Linked DNA regions of Danio rerio: region 2 is linked to region 1. Evidence: chromatin contacts called from public Hi-C data. All regions are on one chromosome and are shown on one strand. The core of a region is the stretch at or near the end of the contact, and the rest is flanking DNA. Distances in the headings are between cores, read along the strand shown.

What was found. A called contact is a pair of places that touch in the nucleus more often than the background predicts.
Region 2: a Hi-C map of hematopoietic stem cells shows a contact between it and region 1, with 1.9 times the contacts expected there. The contact joins the promoter of sts here to the promoter of inab in region 1. A contact is called at or near these places in 2 of 18 Hi-C or Micro-C datasets (hematopoietic stem cells and an unstated tissue) and 1 of 4 datasets of contacts at active chromatin or transcription factors (embryo).

What each region holds. Positions count from the first base shown.
Region 1 is chr1:35,433,591-35,438,097 of GRCz12tu, reverse strand. It overlaps inab (internexin neuronal intermediate filament protein, alpha b), which reads right to left and starts at 2,536. Exons shown (of 3, transcript NM_131032.2): 1 at 1,482-2,536; 2 at 207-331; 3 at 1-14. The coding sequence starts at 2,513. All of the region lies in intron 1 of LOC141385860, which reads left to right.
Region 2 is chr1:35,612,901-35,617,517 of GRCz12tu, reverse strand. sts (steroid sulfatase (microsomal), isozyme S) reads right to left here and starts at 1,706. Exons shown (of 10, transcript XR_012407024.1): 1 at 1,615-1,706; 2 at 97-253. The region is part of intron 1 of LOC141385860; the gene reads left to right.

The DNA of each region.
Region 1 (4,507 bases), core at 1,287-3,786:
CTTCCAACAGCTTCCTGAGATGGACAATAGCAGACGGTAAACAAAGAGAAGGCAGTGAGGGAGAAGGTGTTAAAGTGAACGGTGCAAGATATTTGTTTATGAGAAGTCATTAAGAACAATACTGGTTTTCATTTAGGTCACAGGTGTTACATCATAAAAAAATACAGCAAACACCTTATATTTCAATAACAGTGATGGTTTATTACCTGTAAGCAGCTATTTCTATGTCAAGCGCCATCTTGACATTCAGCAAGTCTTGATACTCCCTAAGATGACGGGCCATCTCACTCTTAGTGGTCCTCAGATCATTCTCCAGCTCCCCAATGGAATCCTAGATGACGTGATAATTCTAATTAAAGCTGCTGCATATAAATTGGGATATTTGGTTAAATGATGAAGGTATTTCCATTAAGGCTGAAATAACCCATTTTCCAAAGGATTTTTGCAGCAATAAAAAAGAGAGATCGTTTTGAGTTGCTCAAAAAACATGAACAATTCTTTCTTCTTCTTCCTCTCTCTCTCTCTTTCTCTCTCTCTCGCTATCTATCTATCTCTCTCTTTTTCTTTCTATTTCATATTTTATTCATAAATATTTAAATAATCAAATATATATATATATATATATATACACAATAAAAAATGAGATTTTAATTGTACATTAGAAAATTAATAGGCTTTAATTTAAGACAATACATGCAAGAAAGAAAGAAATAACAGTAATGTACCTTTAATTAATTTTATTTATTTATTTATTTGCATGTTTGTTTGTTTGTTTTTATTTATTATTTATTTATTTATTTATTTATTTATTTATTTATTTATTTATTTATTTATTTATTTATTTATTTATTTATTTATTCTTTTAACAACACTTTTTTATAAATATTTTATAATAACTATTATATTTAGGAAAGGTTAGGTTGTGACAACATTTTACAAAATATCCAGGTGGTAATTCTGCTTTGTCTAAGTAACTGTTTGCACTTAAAAAAATAAAATTAAATAAAATCTGTAAGCAAAAGGGCAGGATGCATAGTATTCAGTATCTGGAAATTGTCTGTTTTAATTTATTGATTTACTTCTCTTTTATTATTTTGCATGAAATTTGGATTACGTTTTAGAGTTAACAAATGTCAGCAAAAAATTAATGGTTTAATTATAAATGTCTCTTTTTTAAACTTAGATTTAGTTTGAAGTAGCTTAGTTTTAGCACCATGGACAGAGAAGCAGTAACATTTAGTCAGTGCGGTCACGCCCATTTCACAGACACCTTTTGTCTGCTGTCTGAATAACTGGAGCGCAAGTATCTACCGGTGATTACCTAATGATATAACTGGGGATACAATTATATCAAATGATTGTTTTAAGAAAACATGTTCACAATTTTTAATGAAATAAATAAAACAGAGAAATTCTTTACTGAAATGACATCATCCTTTAACTCTGTTGAACAAGTGCGAAATGAAAACTGGAAAACCAACCTGGTAGCCCATGATCTCGGCGTTGTGCCTGTCCTCCATCTCATGAATCTGCCTTTCAAGAGATTCATTTGTACCCCTCAGACTCTCGATCTCGATGGTCTTGGACTGCAGCTGCCTCCTGAACTCGTTGAGCTCCTCCCTGCTAGCGCGAATGACCTCGTTGCTCTTGTTGGCCTGTTCGCTAAGGTCGGCGAACTTGGACTTGTACCACTCTTCAGCCGACTGCAAGTTCTTGCTCGCCATTGCTTCATACTGGCCGCGAATATCCTTTAGGGCGGAGGTGAGGTCGGGTTTGGCCACTTCCATCTCCACGGACACCTGGCTAGCCTGGATCATGTTCATGAGCTCGGCCACCTCCTCCTCGTGCACCTTCCTTAAAAAGTTGATTTCATCCAGAAGGGATTCGACCTTTTTCTCCAGGTCTAGACGCACCATGGAGGCGTTGTCCACGTCCTTCTTGAAAGCTCTCAGGGTTTGCTCGGCCTCCTCGCGCATTCTCATCTCTTCCTCAAACTTCTCGTGAAGTTTCTGTAGGTCTTCCTCGATACTGTCGCGCTCGAACATCATCTGGTTCTTCTCGGCGTTGAGTTCCTCGAGTTGGGAGCGCAGCTCGCGGATCTCCTGCTGGTAAAGTTCGGCCAGACGGGACGGTTCTGTCTGGCGCTGGCGCAGAGTCACGAGTTCGGTTTCCAGCACTTTATTGTGCTGCTCCAGATTGCGAACTTTCTCAATGAACATCGCGAAACGGTCGTTGAGCCCTTGCATCTGCTCCTTCTCATTGGTGCGGATGATTTTAAACTCATTGTTAAGCACGGTACTCTGGGTGAAATCGAAGCTGTCCAGAGAAGAAGACGGGAAGCCAGATCGGGTGGAGCGCTTGTAGGAGCTTGGGATGTTGGGGCGGTTCACAGACTGGGATTTAAACCCGCTCCGGGAGCTGCTCAGCCGGGATGGAGAGGCTGAGAAACGGGTGGAATCTCCGAAGATCTTCCGGTAGGAAGAGGCAGAGTAGATGTCGGATCCGTAGCTCATCTTGGCGTTTGACGATAAGGAGCAGAACTCCGGCGGCGTCTCCTTTTATAGCAGGACCGTCCCAATCAATAATTTAGCCACGCTTCTCCTCGCATCAACCTTCCTCACTGCAGATGTTTTAGGTGGACAGAGCCCAAAGAAATGTGACGAATAAGCTGATCTATGGGTTATTTTAACTTTAAAGGGGCAAATAATGATTTCTGTCTATTGAGGATGTTCACACAATCCTTCAGGCTGGAAACTCGATAGCAGCGGGCGGATGGAACTGTCCATTTTGGCGCAGTGCTGATGTCAGCAAAATACCTACGTTAATCACACTCATGGCACATCTGAAGAATACCTATATATTGCTTAATCTCTAAAAAATGACATCTATCCAAAACACACCCAACAATATTGTAACATTGTGATAAATCCAAAGATAAGGATATTATATTATATTATATTATATATATATAAATATAATAATAATATTAATAATAACAATAATAATAATAATAATAATAATAATAATAATAATAATAATAATAATAATAATGCATTATGTAATGTTGAGGAGCCATGGGGGCATTAACAGTCAGAAAATGGGCTAGCATTAAAACTAATTTTGCCTAGGCCCCTGGCTGCATTCATTCCTAATTCAACGACGAGATCATTTAGTTCAACTTTAATCAGTGGTGCAATGGTCGTTGCACATGATTCTGGGAATGTCTTTTTCTCTGTAAAAATATAAAGTAATAGTTTACGCAATAAATTTGTTTGACTTGTAGGTAAATATATTTTAAAAACATGAAGCAAACTTTGTGTACTTTATTTAAAGCAATTTTACAACCGTACAGTTATTTATTACTTATATGTTCAGTTTTTATAGAAGTAATGGTTTACTTTTGTTTGTTTCACACCAAACAAAAATTCAAGACTAATAAAACTATGGCTTAACCTTTTTCAGTCTCAACGTTGTTGAAAAAGTTAGATTTTTACCAATAAATATATTTTGTATATTGTGAATATAAAAACATAATAATTGATTAAACTGGAACCTACTAAAAAGTTTCAAGTCTTTGGGCGACACAAAAGAGGTTGTCTTTCGTCTACGAGTAGTTATCCAAGGCTGCCATCTGTTGGCAGATTGAAAGCATAGAGACAACATTTAGCATCTGATTTTATCCAAAGCGATTTAACAACTGAAGCAATCAATCTATTGTAACAAACAATGAGAAGTTTGGCAAACTGTTCATGTATTGCCTTGTTGAATGTTATTAGTTTAGTGTTATTGGGGCAGATTTTTTTTGTAATATAATTTGATATGATAATATAATTATCATATCATATAAAAAAAGACTTGTATTTCAATGCAGACAATACAGCAAACATTATAAAATGTGTTCCTCATGATTTTACTGATTAATTTTACTTTAACTTATTTAATTGTATTTAATTAATTTAATTTTAATTTAATTTAATTTTATTTTATTTATTTAATTTATTTAATTTATTTAATTTATTTAATTTAATTTTAATTTTATTTATTTATTTATTTTATTTATTTATTTTTCAAAGTAAACACATATCCAATTTTGGTTCGTGCAACACATTCTAAAAAAGTCTCCATGACAACCATCAGATGCTATCTACAAGCCAACAAGCTGTTTAAGAGGTAGGCAAACATAAACAACTGGAGTTTGTAGAACCGTGTGCTTTGGTAAGATGGGACTAAGTTAAGTGGGTCTTGTAAAAAACAAAAGATGTGCATGCAAAAACAAACAGACAAACTAACTTTTATCACTATGTGAAGTATGGTAGAGGATCTGTGATGTTGTGGGTCTGTTTCTCTTCCAAAGAACCATGTTAGGGTGTAAGGCATCACCTGGACATTTTTTTTTAATCAAAACCTGATGCCAGAACGCTGAAGATGGGTCATCGCTGGGTCTTTCAGCACAATACTAATCTAATACATGTGGTAAAATCTACAGTAAACACAAAATCAACAAAAT
Region 2 (4,617 bases), core at 457-2,956, 180 kb before region 1:
AGCAGTCATGTGGATTTTCTGTCAGGCCTCAGAATAAGAAATAAAAAGTTAAAAAGGAAATTAATTGATATTTTGTTTGTATTTTAATGAATAAACCTGAGAGTTGTGTTTCCATAGCATCCAAGGTCTCCAATTCCTAAATCGTCCACCATCATAAAGACAAAATTAGGTTTTGTACCACTGCCGGCATCAGCAGTATAGAGCAGCAGACAGAAAGTGCAGGGAATCCATTGAAAGGATTTCATTGTACAGCCTGAAAGTGAAAGAAGGCAATAAAAACGAAAAATAGATGGACAAAGAACATGTGGTGTCCTTCAACATTTAAACTGAAAAAAAAAAACCATGGGTATATATATATACACACACACACACACACACACACACACAGAGAGAGAGAGAGAGAGAGAGAGAGAGAGGGGGAGAGAGAGAGAGAGAGAGAGAGAGAGAGAGAGAGAGAGAGAGAGAGAGAGAGAGAGAGAGAGAGAGAGAGGGGTCAAAAAGGTAAACTGTCAACAGTCATTTAATCACCAGTGAAAACTCACTGGGTGCTTTAATGACAAATTGCATTAGCTTTCATTTTTGTTTTCCACATTTTTAACTTACATTTATTTTTTTAAATTAATTAAATGTTTTACTTTAAATAAAGTAATAACTGTGTTACTTGTTTTCATCATCTTTGTTTTCCCCCACAAAAACTTATTTTCATTTCATATTAGTTTAATTATTAGTTTAAGTAATTATACCATTTGAACTTTTATTTAATTTATTTTAATTAGCCAACAATCGCATTTGTTTTGTTCACTATTGTTTTGTATTAACGTTTCATTTGATATGTGACTGTGGATCACGAAAACAATCTTATGTTGCACAGGTATATGTGGAAATGAATGGGTCAAAATGTTCCTTTTAAGGCAAAAATAATTACAATATTAAGTAAATATAATATTCTATGCGGAAATTTTGTACATGTCCAACTGCAAATATTAAAAACTTATATAACAAATTATTATACATATAATTAGCATTTTTGTTAATTTAATTCTTAACTTAATTCTCAAAATTTTTTTTAGCCCTCAGATTCCAGATTTTCAAAAAGTTGTCCTACCATAACACAAACCTTACATCAATTAGGCTAGAAATGTATTTGTTATGCTTACAGTGATGTATGAATCTAAATTTCCAAAAAAAATGACACCTGACTAGTTTTGTTGTCCAGTGTCACGTATTATATATTTTCAACCAGCACTGAATTTTTTTAACTAATTTGTTAATTTATGTTTAAATTATACTATTCAAAAATGTTAGTGTTACCTGTTTTTATTTTATGTGATTTTTCAAATATTTTTACTTTGTTTTCATTTTTTTATTTCATATTTTATTTTATTTGATTTGTTTTGATTAGCAAAAAAAATAAATAAATAAATTATGGAAATTATCGAAAATGATGTATAAACAGTAACTCTGGTGAAGGCTCTGAAAACCTTGTACAGTATTGTGCCTATCAAACTAGTGTACTGTAGTGCAATGGTCGCTCTTCCACGCAATAACATTCAATGTATCACCCCGTTTTTGAATATATAAATATTTAAAAGCTGAACTATTACGAATGCCTACCTGCACCCTGGACGGGATAGATCACTTAGGCTTGTCAGAAACGTAAATCTATCCGCAGATGTCAGTTAATGCTCAACATGCTCTAGTCTAGTGTAGAGTAAACATTCAGGTTGATGATATAAGGAAGTTGAGCGCGATAAAACCACGTGCTTCACGCACGTTAGATTGATTGGTCAACAGACAAAATACCTTTTTTTCTAGACGCAATCATCCCCGGAAATATACAAAACGAGTCTGCTCTAAATAGTAAAAAGTGCATTTTCACGAAGCCTATTCTCTCCAATGAAGAGGTCTCTGCTAACTTGAGACTTTCTCCTTTGTGTAAGTTTGCCTGCAGCCCACACGCTGAGTTTAAAATTGTTGGTTTTCAGGGAAACAGCGCCACCTCTTGATTACATAAGGCAGCCGTTCTCTATGTAGTATTATTATAGTGTATAGTCTTTGTCTACAGCAGTTTTGAGACAGACAATGCCATGAGCTCGTCAAAACAACATTTACAACCAACAATTTAGCTGCATATTAACATACAATTTTTATTTAAGTTTTAACTTTTAAACCCCACACTCTGAATTTGCTCTTTGAGATTTGTCTCCATCATTGTGTGCAATTTTTTATTTGATATATATATATATATATATATATATATATATATATATATATATATATATATATATATATATATATATATATATATATATTAGGCTAAGAGCAGAGTATGCAATATCAATTCACAGATCTAGTTCATACAAAAAGCAGCATGGAGTTGTTCTTCTGGTAACTTAGCTATAGCAGTTCCTGTGACATAATTACTATTGTACTATCATATTAAATAATAATAAATTAGTAATGTTGTAGATAAGTAATTATTATTTAAAATATTATATTTTGAGCCACCAAAAAACAGTTTATTGCTTTCATTTTCCACCAACAATTAAAGTCATGCATCTTTGAAATAGATAAGGATGTAAGTTAACTCAACTTTTATTTTATGGTGAAGTATGCAAAGCCATACACCCAAAATATTATTTTAATTACTTTTATTTAAGTTAATATTACTCAGTTCTGCTCTTTTGCTCTCATTCATTCTCTTTCCACATTATCTCTGTGGTATTTTTCCATTAAATTGACTAGATCCACCCACCCACGTATTTTAGAATAACGTTTATTCTGCAGTATCCAGTCTTATTAACTGCATTACTCTTCTGTTAAACTTGGAGGCCACAGGAGCATCTGAGGGTCGCTGGCTAATTTTCATGCTCAAACGCTCAGACTACACTGTGAGATGCTTGCCAACAGTTGAATTGGAGCACATTTCACACTATAGTACATCAAAATGGAAACGCTAACTATGCTAAACAGCATAAACCCCATCCAGGGCCATTTCCGCAGGTTTGATTGTATGCAAATCTGGCTTATGGCCATAAACGTGCCAGCTGCCTTTACCGTCTGACATGAATCCCTGATTAATTGTGTATGCTAGTTATAAAACACCCCTCCCATAGCTTGCTTCCTTACACAAGTGCATGAGCAGTTTGTTGATACCATACATTACATTGTTTTACAACATTACTGTGTCTTAAAGTTAAGTGTTCCCTTCATGGGCCTCATGCATCTCACAGACAATGACCGCTGGGGATCATTTGGTAAAACAATAATGCTAAATACTCTTACATGAGGTGCAGTCTAAAGAAACTATTCAACGCAACCGCACAGAGAGCTAAAGATGTCGTTGGATACTTTTATTCAAGAAAATGCATGGAGAGCTACTCCTAGAATACAATGATCAACACATTTTAGGTATGGGGAAAAGATGATGTCTAATAGTGGCACTTTAATTTCTTCCAACAGCTATTTTGATTAGATGAAAGGAATATAGTGTGCATGATATGTATTATTAACTCATCATTGATGTTTTCTAACGTATCTCACATGCTATATTGCTATATACTATATGCTATATACATTGCTCATTGGTTAATGAATTGTCCACCTAGTACATACTTGAACCTTTATTCTGTAATCATACGTGTTCAGTTTTTTCAGTTATTTTTATTTTGTGTTGCAACGTAAGGTATGATATTCTCTAATTTTTGTGTTTCTTCTTTATTTATATATAAACATTTTTAAACAAAATATATAAATTATATAAACAAAAAGGAGACTATAATATCACTGATACATACAGTATAAAACTAGTGTGATCTTGCAAAGCTAGAACTTAATGTTCATATTTATATGGTACAATTGTGGCATTTAAATTGTACATTTTTATTTTCCATGATATACAATGCTCATCATAAATAGGTACACCGGATTTTGAAAATGAATTTATTGCAAAGAATATTTTATCCATTTCACATTGAATATGGGTAATACGTATTGGAGCATAAAAAAAAAACAGTTTTATTAAACATTTATTTATTAAAGCAATATTTTAGTTATGGAACATCTTTAGAAATGGAAAGATAATACATTTAAATTCATTCAAAATATTGCAAAACTACAAAATTTCAGCTAAATTATAATTGTTATTGGTTTCTCTTGATTTTTGCAATTTTGAAAATTGTATTTAATATTTTCCCTAACATATACATTTGGGCTACTAATTTTTAAACTATTATTGTAAGTTATTTTGTTAGATTAGTTCCACATTTGGCTTCAGTACTGAATAAACAAATGTATTCACAATATTTTTAAGCATCCTATATAAATTATCAATTTAAATGAGAGATTTGTGGGTGGTGTATTTACTCATATATGCTGAGCACTTATATATATATATATAAGCATATGTATATGTAAATGTATATAATATATTAATATTATTAATTACTATTATTATTATTTTATTTTATTTTTATTTTTTTAAATCAGTTAAATGCAGCCTTGTTGAGCTTCAAATTATGCTTTCAATAAAATAAATAAATAAATAAACATTAAGCAGCCAAAAAACAGGAACGATAGTTCTAGAAAGGTGTTTTGTGGATAAATAGATAAACAAGG